Linked DNA regions of Mus musculus: regions 2 and 3 are each linked to region 1. The links are chromatin contacts, called in public promoter capture Hi-C maps. All regions are on one chromosome and are shown on one strand. Each heading gives the region's core, a stretch centred on a gene start, on an enhancer-like site or on the middle of the called end of the contact. The rest is flanking DNA. Distances are from core to core; before and after follow the strand shown.

Region 1 (4,429 bases), core at 514-3,013:
TGTCACCAGTAATGTAAGGTCAGTATAACAGGTTATACCACTGGGGACTAATCCTGAAAGTCTGAAATAAGGGCAAACTAGAATGTCACTCATCAGGAAGTATGGCAACTGCAGTTTAGAACATGTAGACCTTTTTTCTTTACAAGGACAGACAGCATGATTAATTTGTTAAGAAGATTATGAACACTACACTGGTGAATGTAACCAGCAAAAGGAAAGAATTACAGAATGCTTTTCCTCCTCGGAGGGGAAGAGGCGCCATGTGTATCTAGAATAAAACTAGACAAGGAAAATTCTATGGCAGGAAATCTTTGCAAGAGAAGGTAAGTTCAAAATATAGACGCCCCACCACCACAACCACCACAAAAAAAAAAAAAACAAAAAAAAAAACCACTCCTACTTTAAAATTACAGCAGCAGCAACAATAACAAAAACATATTCTGAAGTAGTGTACCAGCCATGAACAGTACACTCAGCCCCCTGTGAGAACCGACCCACAGCCAACGACGGTGCTTAATGCTGGTGTCCGAGGTCTCCAAGAGGAGCAGAGACTTATGATGCGTGCACTCTGGCTGTCTCTGTTTACTTTCTACATCTTACTTGCCAAGACCTTGGCAAGTAGAAATCACTCAGCAATTCTTCCTCTCTGCCTTGAACTCTGCTCCTACAGAAGGAGGTTCCCATCACATTTATTTATTTATTTATTTTGCTCATGAACACAAGCCTGACTTAACTGTTTCTGGAGATGTTATAAGTTAAAGCCTCAACCTTCAATTTTTAACGGAAAGGCTTTGGTCTACTAGCAAATAGGCTTTCAGCACCAGAGAACAGCAGACTAGTAGAGAACAGCAGACTAGTAGAGAGGTTACCAGAAGCACAGGGTAGCCTTTCACTTGCTACTTGGGCGCCACATCATAAAGAGTCTCTTCTTTTAACCATCATTTATAAAGGCCGTATTAATCCTTAAGAACTCAGTGTTTTTATGTTCTCTTTGCTTCCCAAATCACTTCAAAGTCAAGAACAATTACGTTCCCATAAGTTGCCCCAATTAAAACTTACACGTGAATTTTATGTGAAGGGAAAGCCATGCTTCAGTTGACAGCATAAATGTCATCAATATGAAAATCCTACCTAGGAACAATTATGGCCACAAAAAAAAAGTAAAACAATCACTCTCTCTCCCACTATCATCTGTCAGTATAAACTATGCTATACAAATCAAGTAGCCACTGGGTAAAATACTACATGACCCAAAACAGAAGCAAGGGATCTCTCAGTGATCTATCACAAGTTGTTTCTCAGAAGAAAGAAAAGCCATTTTCATAAATAAGAAACCTCCCCATTTTAAAAAAAAATCAATCTTTTTTTTTCAGTCCCTAGCACTATTTTAAGAACAAACCGTTCCTGACCTGAGAAAGTACTGACACATTCGAATGGAGCCTGCGTGTGGATTGAGAACCCTAGAACACACGTATCATTTGAATGCTATATTTAGTTAGAAATAAATCCATCAACTGGGATGGGATGCATGTGGAAAGTGGGCCTCCCCAGCAAGGCTGCTGTTAACTCCAGTCCCAGGCGATGAGAAAGCAAGCCTAGCGGGGGGGGGGGGGGGGGTAGCCAGGGGAGTGCACAGGAGGGACATGAGCATGTTTTAACGGCTGTGATAATTTGCCATGAAAGGATGCTAAGGCCATAGCTCCTTGCTGCAGCATGCCATGCGCTCCTGAATTAAATTACTGCCATGCAGTCTGCTAGCGAAGGAATGTGTAAACAGGCCATATAGCCTTGCATCAGTCCCAGACTCTTGCACAACGCAAAATGCCTCTCGATGTGTCATTTCCTTCTTGGCCACCTTCCCAGCTCCTGACAGTCAGTCAACAACAGAAAGAAAAGTACTGAAAGAGATTTAAAACTGCTCTTCTAGAGAGCACATTCCACCAAATTCTACCAGACACCAGGGCCAACCTCCACCAGCACTGTTTCCTTAAAGAGAGGGGGTGAGTACGGGAAGGGATCTTCCTGCTGTTACTAGAATTTTAAAATAATATTTTATATAGTAGGGGGCCAAATGACTGGCATCTATACCAATCAAGCTGCTCTTTATAGATGCAAGTTTGCAAATATCAAAATATGGAACTTGCCTGTAATTTCCTTTGCTTGGGGACCTTGGAAAACAGTGAGCAAGCCAGGTGAAAATCTAGTAGTCAAATGCTTAGGGCTGAGGAGACGGTCTGATTAGTAAAGGCCTGCTACACAAACCTGAGGCCTGAGTGCAGAGTTCCTCACACCCGCATTAAAGGCTGAGCACAGCAGTGCAGGCCTGAGGTGCCAGGGCTGAGGTGGAAGACCCGTGAAGATCCTAGGGACTCATCTGCAGACTCAGTGAGAGACCTGGCCTCAGAAACGACATTAACCTTTGACCTTCACACAACGCTCACAAATGTGCATGTAGACCCCACACACTTGTGCTATATGCACACACGCACACACATTCATATGTAAGCATGTACACCCACCACCACACAGTTACCTACACATGTGCATGCAGACACACACACACAGACACACACACATACACACTTACATGTGTACATGCACCCCACACACATGTGTGTACATGAATATGTACACACAGACACAGAGAAAGAGAGACAGACAGACAGATAGACTGACAGGCAGGCAGGCAGAGACATAGAGGGAGAACTTAAGGGCTTTTTATTCATGTTTCTCAGGGAAAACTAGACTTCAGGCTACTGGCATCAGTACAGGGCCCAGGAAATGCCTTCATAGACAGCAGGGATGTAGAGATAGGAAGCTCTCCCAGAAACAGCACATAATCTTAAAGTGTTTCTACACTTCATCCATGTGACACAGCTTACCTGTCCCCGCCCACCTCTGTTCACGAGTGACCAGTCTCTAAATACTCATCCACCATTCCTAAGCAAGCAAAAGTCACGGCCAGCCATCAGAAAAAGCTCAAGAAGGATACAAAGTAATGGCAGAGAAGAAGGGTGAGCCATCCCAGATGTTATCTGGAATGAGGAAGAGAAAGCCTTAACCCTCCAGTCCTCTCCAGCACTTCATAGGCCTGGGGGACAGCCCAGAACCCAATAGAGCTACACAAAGAGCAAGGAGACACTGCTTTGACCCCTGCCTTCAGTGTAGTAAGGTAAAACTTCTGCCAGCAGACATGTCTCAGGAATATGGAGGAAGGGCTGGAGGGAAAATTCAGCAGCTAAGAGCACTCACTGGTCTTGCAGAGGACCATGTTGGGGTTCTCAGGCACCCCCACTGGGAAGCTCACAATGACCTGTGACTCCAGCCCCAAAAGCTCCAAAGTCCTTTTCTGGCCTCTGCAAATGCCCACACCCATAGGCTCAGGCCCATACACAGACATGCGCACACACATAAATAAAAATAAATCTTGAAGGAACAACAACAACAACAAAAAAAGAATACAGAGGAATAAAGCCTCTTTAGAGAACAAAATTTGTTGATGCAATTGGGGACCATTGGAAATCTGTAAAACAGGAGGAAGAAGCAGTTTGTCTTCAGGACCCAGGTCACAAGCTACACAAACCACCATACTAAGGCTTCCTTCAAACACAGTGACTTCCCAGACACTGAAGAGAAGAGACGAGCAGAGAGAGGTGGTGCTACCTCCCCGTGCCCTGCACCTGTGGGAAAGGGATTAGAATGCTGAGGCCAAAGCAGGGTTCTCCAGGGCTTCTCCATTCTCCCAACGTGGCAGGGGGAGGTGGCCAGCCACATCGAACAAAGTCCTGCAGGGAGCATAGACTCGGGTATTTTGAATCTCTCCTTGAGAGTAGATGGCTTACTTCCTGGAGGTTCAATGCACAGAAATGCTCAGATGTCCACTCACTCACATATACCTGTTACATGTCAAACATGGATGGCACCAACGATGAGATTTCAGGCTTGGATACTTGTGGATGCATAGTTCTGCTGGGGGATACTGTGCTGCTAAGGCAGCCTTGTAACATCATTTTTTTCCTTCTCTCCTATGGATATTGGTGTGGCTCCCTTTGATATTAATATGCTGATTAATATCAGCACGGCAATGTAATACCCTTTCGCTCACTACATATCCTGGAGATCTGCTTAAGTCACAATGAAGCTGTGACTGTAATGTGGAGTCTCTCCCTGGAACTTTAAGAACTAAGCATGCACACGTGCCTACCACACTTACAGTCTGGGGAGCCACCCACATGCCACCCAAGCCATTGACTTTGTATGGTCCCTTCCTCTTCTACCTGTGCTTGACCTGTGTCTTGATTTATCCAAGAGAGTGTAGGAGTGGTAGCACCATGCTGGCTCTGAGCCTATGCCTCACGACAACCTAGTTGCCTCTATTCTGCACCTTAGGGAGCCTTGAACTGCCATGCAGGAAGCCAGTATCTGCTTG
Region 2 (4,429 bases), core at 1,105-3,604, 690 kb after region 1:
CCAGGCTAGAGCAGTGTCTGGAACACAGCAGTTATCTAGCAGTGTTCCCTAAATGTGTGAGTAAGTAAGGGGAAAGCACTTTATCTTTAACAATTTGGTGAAAGTTTTTCTACAATGAATTACAGCCATCCCTCATTTTCTTAGAGTCATGGCAGGGAACAGAAATTGAGCCTCTCTGTTACTCTGGGAGAAATACTAGAAACAATAAAAGCTCTAACCTCCCACAGGAGCTCATAACAGCCCCAGAAGTTACTCCAAGGCTGGGACTTTCTGCTGCATGTTAAAATGCCTCTGTACGCTGTACTTGCACAACTTTCCTGAGCTCTTATTTCTGCTTGCCCCTTTACAAACAAATGTCTGACAAGGTTCCAGTTAATTCTGCCTCCATTGCAAAATAGAATCCCCGAATTCAGTTACAATGCAGACTGGTTCCCACTTACTTCTGATCTGTGACTACAATGCTTAACAGGCTCAGAAGCACATCCAACCATGTGCTGCATCAAAGAAATGGTTCTATTAGTCTTAAGTATCTCTTTTTTAATGATTTATTTATTTACTGTTATTTTTATGAGCACTGTGTTTTGCCTGCATGTAAGTCTGTGTGAGGATATTAAGCCCCTAAAAATGGAGTTATATACAGACAGTTGTGAGCTGCCATGTAGGTGCTGGAACTTGAACCTGGGTCCTCTATAAGAGCAGCTGGTGCTTGTAACTACTGAGTCCCAGTTTTAAGAATCTTAAGAACATTTTTTTTTAAGTGCCAAGTTACAAATATTAAACATAAGTGGTGGCTCAAAAAAAAAAAAATGACCCACAGTATAAACTCCAGAGGATATTTTTAAGTATGCTTAGGAAACACCAGCCATGACAACTCTGCGTGTTTTCTTGCCTGATGGGCTTGAGATGGAGCCACAATTTGGATTCACTATTCCAAAGTTCATGGCAGCAAAGGTCAAACACTGGCAGCCATGGTGCACTGTGCTTGCCCAGAAAGCCCACCTTCCTGAGCCTCAAGTAGAGGATTAGCAGTTAGCTACACCATCTAACTACAGTTCCTCCTCACAGTGAACTCTGAATGATGTTTATAATTTAGCAATCAACTGAGATGATGAAAGAATCACCACACAGTTGAAATAAAGTATTTATATATTTCAAACCAGTAAACTGTTGTCTTCAGGAGCTCTGAGAAATCTAGCTGTGATTTATGGATGGATACACACTAAATGGAAGCTTTGTTTATTTGGATCTCTGAATTGCTTCTCTTCTTCCTGAAGACTTAATAAACGTTCTTTTGGAATAAGAGTTTACTAATTGAAAGATTTGATTAAATATTCCTTAAAATTAACTAGCTGGGTTAACAATAAGCCAAGTTACCCAAGAGTCAAAAAGAGAAAAAAAAGTACTTTAGACTGTTTTATGAATATTCTTCCAACATCAGCAATCCCTCAACAAAAACAGTTCAACAGAAGACTTCAGTCCTGGTATGAAGTGAACAAAGAGAACCACATGTTTTTAATGACTGCTCACAACAACCCAAGTACCTCTCCAACAGAACAGAACAGAACAGCGGAGGCTCGCTGTGCTATTCCCTTCAGAATTCTCAGGGCTGATCCAACAGAGAAGAGTCACTGGACTTCACAGCAGCACTCACGCTGTGACATTTGTTTGCTGTCATGAAAGTTAGAGCCTCAGCAGAGTAAGTGAGATTCAAGTTAGAGCCTCAGCAGAGTAAGTGAGATTCAGGGGGATTATCCTCTTCATTTTAAACAACATTAAGATGTCCTTGATCTGCAGCAGAGAGAGTTTACCCACCTCAAACTGAGATTTTTCAAACAAAGTGAGAGATTGAAGTATTTATATATAAATGTTACAAGAAAGCATTCCAAACAGCCTACCAATCAATTACAAAGTTGGCCTTAGATCTATAACTGTCATTTGTAAGAAAAGAAGCCTGCACGACACAAAGTATAACCTACAATTTAACCACTCGTGTTCTGTCTCCGAGAGCTTTCATTATGAATTAAAACAGAGCAACAGTGCCACCTGCTGGAAGTCATAAAACTACAACACTCATGGCCCTGGCACTGCAAGAATTACATTACAAAGACTAATTTCCTAACTCTACAAGCACAAAGGTATGACAATAAGTGGTCATAAAGATTCATATTAGAAGACACTGTTTTTTCCTGTTCATTTCTCTAGTTCCACACAGCCCCAACTACCACAATTAATTCTAATATCTAGATTTAACCCTAAACAAAAATACTCTCAAATTTACTTTCTATAAAGAAAAACTAACAATCACATGAAAGAGGAAGCTTAGGTCATTTTCTGCATCCAGTGTCCTGAAGAATCCCTTTTCCCTTCTCTATTCCATCTTGGCCTCAGACACATCCCTAAAGACCACGAGTAAGAGTCTAGAAAGCATGCTGTGTGTGGTGGCTCACATCTTTATTCACACTGGAGAGGCAGAGGTAGGCAGATGTCTGAGCTTGAGACCAACCTGATCTACACAGTAAGTTCCAGTGATAGGCATAGTGACACAGTAAGACCCTGTCAAAAACAACAACAACAACCAGAACCCACAAGGCAGCCTGGCAGTCTGTGTTATTTACATGCCACTGCAAAATGTCTACAGAGATTCTGGAATTCAGAACATGAACATTCTATTAAGAAACCACTGCTGTTAATAGGCTTCAATGCATCACAGACATAGGAAATCACAGAGCCACTGTCTGCATAGCAACTCCACTCTAACTCAACTGCAGGATACACAAAAATGTACTGAGTTTCTGTAAATGTCGGTGCTCTGTGAGCTATAGATCAAAACTCCCACTGCTGTGATCTCACTGACCCATCTTGACTTTAGTAACTCCTTCTCCCTCCCTCACGTAAATAAAGGTTCTGATTGAGGGAAGAGTACCCAGCAAAGTGTTCAAGAACTACAAAGCAATCAGCTGTCCAGCCCTAGTACTTAAGTCACCAGACGTATTAACTGGCTCACAATTTCAACTGAATTGGAATTTTAAAAGGATACCAAGGGCAATGAAGATAGCAGGTAAAAGTGAATGCAGCGCAAGCCTAGCAGCAGGAATTCAAGGCAAACCCCACTTAGAAGGAAATGAAAGAACTGCCTCCACAAAGCTTTCCTCGAGCACTTACATACACATCATACACACAATAATAATCGATTTTTAAACATATAAGCAAATGGATACCAACCTCAAGTCTCTTTTCAAGTGATTCAATTCTGTCCTTTTTGCTAGCAAGATTAGCACGAGTGTAGCGGCTCTGAGCAGGAAGATAGAGGACTTGACTGTAGCATTCCTCCCACACCTGGTTGTAAGCTTCACTGGAGAGTTCGCCATGGCTCATTCCTTGTTTGACCACTTCCATCTCTTGTACCAGAGCATCCTGGGCCTGTTTACAGTAATAATTTAAGTTGAAGCATACACTTTCTACCACCATAAAGCTCAAGACTAGCTTATTTCCTCCTTCCTTAAACCAATGGTAAGGTTTGGTTGGTTGTTCTCTAGAAGGGGATGGACAATACCTGAGCTAAATAGCCTCTAAGTAGGGGCTAGGGAGATGACTCCATGGGTAAGAGTAGCTACTTTGCAAACTTGAAGACCTGAGTTTGAATCCCCAGAACCCATTTAAAAGGGGGGGGGGGGGCAGGGAGAAAACCACAGACATGACCATGTGCCTATAGTTCAGCCAGCCAACTCAGCAACAGCAAGCTTTTGGTTCGGTGAAAAAAAAAACAATACAGACTATATCCTATGTCTCAAGGACACAGAGCTGAGGGTGATAAATATAACCTATGTCCTCTAGCATGCACATGGGCATATACACATACAACACACACATACACATACAACACATACATACACATACAACACACACATACAACACACACATACACATACAACACACACATACAAGGATACACAGAGAAAGAAAGATCTAAGGGCTCCAAGATAAACTGATTTTAAAAAGTCAAGTATTCGTGGTTTCCCAAGAGCACCAACACCGCTATTATTCATTATACAGCAACATCTCTCAAGTACATACCAGTCACTAAAGGTCAGAAACTGGACAACTCTCATTACCTCCAAAAACTTTAACCATGGCAGATATAAAGCATGAGAGTCCAAAGCCAGCCTAGTCTACAGAGCAAATTCCAGAACCAGGGTGACATAGTAAGACTTTCTCTTTTTTTGTTTGTTTGATTGGTTGGTTTTTTTGAGAGAGGGTTTCTCTGTATAGCCCTGGCTGTCCTGGAACTCACTTTGTAGACCAGGCTGGCCTCGAACTCAGAAATCCACCTGCCTCTGCCTCCTGAGTGCTGGGATTAAAGGCGTGTGCCACCACGCCCTGCTGTAAGACTTTCTCTTAAAAAAGAAAAAAAACATATAACCACTTTACA
Region 3 (4,429 bases), core at 612-3,111, 630 kb after region 1:
CGTGTTGGGTGTTGATTATAGTATCGGGAAGCTGGCTGGCATACTCCTCGAGGATGCACAACTGTCCTGGGCTCTGAAGGTTCAGTCAGCAGCCTCCAGCTATGGGCTCCTTCAGATCTGGTTGTGCTGAAGAAAGCTGTCCTTCCCTCAGTCCACACTCTTCCCAAGACAGACTGTGTCTAACTTGAAGACCAATAGAGATATACCAGTCCCACCAGTTTGGCTCATCTTGGTCAGTCGGATGGGCAGAGTTTGCTCAGCTTGCTCAGCAGGACTGAGTGAAGCTTTAAAGGACTCAGGACACAAATAGATCAGGGTCTTCTCTGAGCACCCTGCCTCCTCTGTTCCCAGTCACACAGGTGCTCCTCCTCCAACTTCTCCATGTGTTGACCTAGAAAACATTTTATGTCCCAAACTCCATCTCCGAACTCCAATGTGGCAGGCTGAGTAGAGTCTTCCCCAGAGGAGTAGGGGAGGCTCAAGAATTTCTGCATGCCTAGTCTCTCAAGAGGCCAGGCACGAGCCCCCCCACCAGGGCCTGAGATTAAAGACTCAGAAGTGGATTCAGATGGCCAGGAAATATGGAAACTCCACCCCGAACGTAGTAGCCAGGGATGAGTGGAAATCTACACCGGAGTTAATTTCTTCCAGCTCCTGCAGCCACCATGCCCTGCAGCCACTGTCTGCCCAGCGTGGTCACGGGGCCACTTGGCTATGAGGAGTTTTCCCTACACAAATAGCCCCTGGCTCTGTTATTCTTTGCGGTGTGAAGTGGAAAATTATCTAGATGAGGCTTCGTGTGACGCAGCGAGTGGCCAGAGACGGCTGGAGGAGGTTCTGAGCAGGAGCAAGAAGAGAAAACAGGTTGTCAGGGGAAACAGCAAGGCAGTAGTTATGGAAGACTGTGGAGTGAGACTCTGAGATTCCATCTCCCCAACCTGAATATGGGGGATGGCTTCCATCAAGGGTGTGATGGGGGTCCCAGTATCCAGGGGAGAAAAACACAGCTAACGTGTGATACCCTTCAGAGCCAGGCAGCTCCTATCCAGCCTCGGTTCTGACTACAGGACCTTAGGCAAGTTACGTAATGTCCCCAACCCTCAGCAGGCTAGTTTTGTCTTTGTTGCTGTTATTATTTTCATCATCAAGAGTCATAGTCACTGGGCAAAAGGATGGAAATGCCTTGAAACTGAAGCAAGCAGGGTGAGCAGCCCTCATCTGTTGGCAAGGACCAGCAGAGGCTGGCTGGGCAGTCACGGTAGATAGCAAGCAGAGCCAGAAAGGCATCCTGGGGCGGGCTGGGAGTGGAGAAACAAGCAGAGGCATGAGACACAGGGATGAGACCATAAAGGCCCCAATGGGTGTCACAGGCTTGTGGGGGCAGTTTCCAGTTACAGCCTATGTTCTCTAACCCTGGGAGGGAGAAGGGAACAGCCAAGATGATTGGAACCTGCCAAGGAGACAGAGCCTCAGAGGACATCAAAGCAAGCTTCCCATGACAGTCAGAGCCCAGGGAAGAAGAAGAAAAACCTGAGAGCTGCAGAGATCTATGCTACTGCCCAGAATTTTCTAGGACAAGGTTCTTCCACTCTGGGCTCCTTCAAGATGTGAGGAGCAAATCAAGCCGTGTCCCCTTCACCTGGGTGCTTATGCCTGCACCCTATGTTTCCTCGGCTTCTCCAGAGGACGCACCCCCTCAGAGCCCCATCCTGAGTTCCTCTGCACCTACAATGCACTTCCACTTGCTATCATCCTCAGGACCAAAAGCATTCCACGTGGCAGCCAGCCCTGGGCTGCCCTGGCACAGATGGGGAGGCTGGGAAGGGCCCTTTGCCCTCCCTCTGAGTTCCCAGAGTAATGCACCTGTATTTGCTTTGTGCTGCCCTTCCAAAGGAAAAAACACTAGTAATGGCCAAGCCATAACCGTCACCTTAACTGCTGGGACCTGCACCACCAAGCCCTTCAGCAGTTCCAACCTCCACCCCCAGATCCAGGAGACCATGGAGGTGGGGGGAACTTTGAAATTACAGGGCTATTGGCAAAGCACGGGTACCCCCAAAAGCAGGTTGTGAGTAGCCATATTGGGTAGATCCCCCAAGAAAGGCTTAGGGTCTGCTCAGGGCTTCACTGGGATGGGTGCTCAGCCCACATTACAGGACCTCAGGACCCTTTAATAGACCAAGAAAGCACCTATCACTCTCTCTGTAGAAACATCCCCACCCCCAGGACAGCCCCGTCTGAGCTGGCAATGGCCTGCAAGCCCAATGTTTAACAACCTGTAACCATGGGTCATAAATGCTTTGATACAAGTAAAGCATGGGTGACTCATCAGAGAGACTCACCGTCCTGGGAGGTAAAACACCTTGAGCAGTAGACACTGTCATGTGTTACCCATATGCTCTTCAAGAGATTACCTACTGCACAGTGGGATGGCTAGAAACGGGGGCAGTGGACAGCCACTCCGCTGTCAGCTCCTAGCCAGGGCCTTACTACAGACAGCTGTCTCTATTGTGGTTACATCCTTTCCCAGACAGTCTAATTCCAATGCAATATTTGAGTACCAGGAAGGGCTACCCCAAAGTGGGAAACTCAGGGAGTAACAGCAGCCTGGGACCCTATTGGTTTTCAATTATGCACAGACCCTCTTGTAATAATGCACTAGGCAGCCCCGATCCTTTACCTTTGTGTAATATGGATGTGCATCCTTCTCTAAACAACCTCAGATCCCTCACTCAGGCCTATCCTACCTCAGGCTACAATACATCCCCTCTCTGGACAGCAACGTAAGTTTTCCTGCCCCGAAGAATGACCAAATGTAGAGTTTTTTTTTTTTAATCCTTGTTTAACACATGTGGGACCCTGTGTTTAATCCCTATTATAAAAATCGAACAGGGAAAGGGAGAAAAAGAAAGGTCCTGTGTCTAGAGGGGCCCTTCTTGTTCCCAGAGAGAAAGAATAATGCTGTTGAGACAGAGACGCTAAGACGGGCTCTCCAATTAGATCAGAGCCTTTGGCTCCACCCACGCTTCAGCACAGTTGTACATTCATTTCTGCAGATTTGTCTCTTTGTTCCCGAAGGATCCTGTGCTGTGTGACCCTAGGCTAATAATGCAGTCTATTTGTTGATCTGCTTCTTGCTACCAGGGTCTCGGGAACTTCACAGTGGACTAAGATATTGGTGTCCTCCTTATAAAAAGTTGGGAGAAGAGTGTCTGTCATTCTAGTATCTCAGGGTTGCTACTGATTGGCAGATTTCAGGAGTAGGACTGATATTGGCAGATACTGTGTGGCAGTGGGTACCAAACAGTAGCATTTAGGAAAGAATATACTTTCAATGGAGAGAGAATGTTAGATGCTAACAGTCCTGGGGCTTTGTAGGTCTCTTGCATGCCACACGGGCTTTCTCAGTTTTTGTATTGCACAGGTTTTCTAACAGAAGCTCGGACTCCCGAGATGGGAGGGGGCACAGCAGCCTTTCTCTTTGTCAGAAAATTGCTATGCTAATTTTGTGGTTCCCACGTCAAGTCTTCTGAACCTCGCTCTGCATTTCAGTCTGCAGCCTCAGGACAGCCGGATGCCCGTCCTCACTTTGATCTATGTAGACTTTGACATGCTATAAGCATGTATGTCCTCTTCTCTTTCCATCTTCCTAAAGGCCCACCTCCCAGCCACAGGGCGAGAAACAGAGTCAGGAGATACTAAACATCTTTCACGTCTTAGCTCCTTACTTTCCACAAAACAGACATCTCCTTACAGGCTTCAGAGGGGAAACTGAGTCCCCTTTAAAGCAAGAACTAGACGGTGCAGCAACACAGTAACAGGCGGCCACACTGAGCCCCACCCCAGCTCTACCTGGGGTGTAGTGGGGACTGGAAAGCAGAAGTTGCCTTTCTAGCCTGGTCTGTGGCCTTGATGGGCCCCAGGATAGAGACATAAGCCCAGGCGTTCTAAGCACAAAAAAGATGAGCCTAGCCAGGACAGAAAGGGACTGAGATCAAGATGGCAGGGAGATAAGAGAGTGTACCTCCCTGCCACTTAACTGCCATTGTACCATCTGTAAGGACCTCGGGATGGGAAAGAACATGGGAGACATTAGAGGTAAAATATGGACTTACTCAAATGCTGTTTTATTTGATCAGACTCCGAAAGCAGTCTCATGCCACCATGGCTTGCCAGGGTTTTCTCTCTGGCTAGGGATCAGATGGCTGGCAGGGTCTCCTGCTGCTTTCCAGTTTGCACATTCTTCCACTGATTCTCCCCCAGCCTACCTCCATTCTGGCCTCATCCTCTGGAGCCTGCCTCCCCTCAGATGAACTGGGTCTGGCTCCTCTTGATCAAAGGAATGCTAAGTCATCAGTAGGCACTCTGTGAACTTCATCAAGTGAGCCTTTCAAGGGGCACAGAGAGTTAGGGTTGTGGACCATCCCCG

What was found. Promoter capture Hi-C pulls out the DNA fragments that hold promoters and counts their contacts.
Region 2: a contact with region 1 is called in a promoter capture Hi-C map of maxillary cranial neural crest. The contact joins two enhancer-like sites. A contact is called at or near these places in 7 of 39 promoter capture datasets (the HPC-7 cell line, cranial neural crest, frontonasal cranial neural crest and 4 more), 1 of 15 datasets of contacts at CTCF or cohesin (the NIH/3T3 cell line), 1 of 115 datasets of contacts at active chromatin or transcription factors (acute myeloid leukemia) and 1 of 9 other capture datasets (embryonic stem cells).
Region 3: a promoter capture Hi-C map of liver shows a contact between it and region 1, with 2.0 times the contacts expected there. The contact joins two enhancer-like sites. A contact is called at or near these places in 5 of 39 promoter capture datasets (cranial neural crest, frontonasal cranial neural crest, liver and 2 more) and 1 of 115 datasets of contacts at active chromatin or transcription factors (pancreatic cancer cells).

What each region holds. Positions count from the first base shown.
Region 1 is chr17:44,708,253-44,712,681 of GRCm38.p6, forward strand. The region is part of intron 3 of Runx2 (runt related transcription factor 2); the gene reads right to left. Among named protein-coding and RNA genes, the nearest start is that of Runx2, 26 kb to the right of the region's middle. Within about 2 kb of position 1,764, at least 161 of the 459 cell types and tissues checked have an H3K27ac peak or open chromatin away from gene starts, as enhancers often do.
Region 2 is chr17:45,401,372-45,405,800 of GRCm38.p6, forward strand. It overlaps Cdc5l (cell division cycle 5-like (S. pombe)), which reads right to left. Exons shown (of 16, transcript NM_152810.2): 14 at 3,223-3,420. Among named protein-coding and RNA genes, the nearest start is that of Cdc5l, 30 kb to the right of the region's middle. Within about 2 kb of position 2,355, at least 19 of the 459 cell types and tissues checked have an H3K27ac peak or open chromatin away from gene starts, as enhancers often do.
Region 3 is chr17:45,338,745-45,343,173 of GRCm38.p6, forward strand. No RefSeq gene overlaps it. Among named protein-coding and RNA genes, the nearest start is that of Gm35204, 43 kb to the left of the region's middle. Within about 2 kb of position 1,862, at least 29 of the 459 cell types and tissues checked have an H3K27ac peak or open chromatin away from gene starts, as enhancers often do.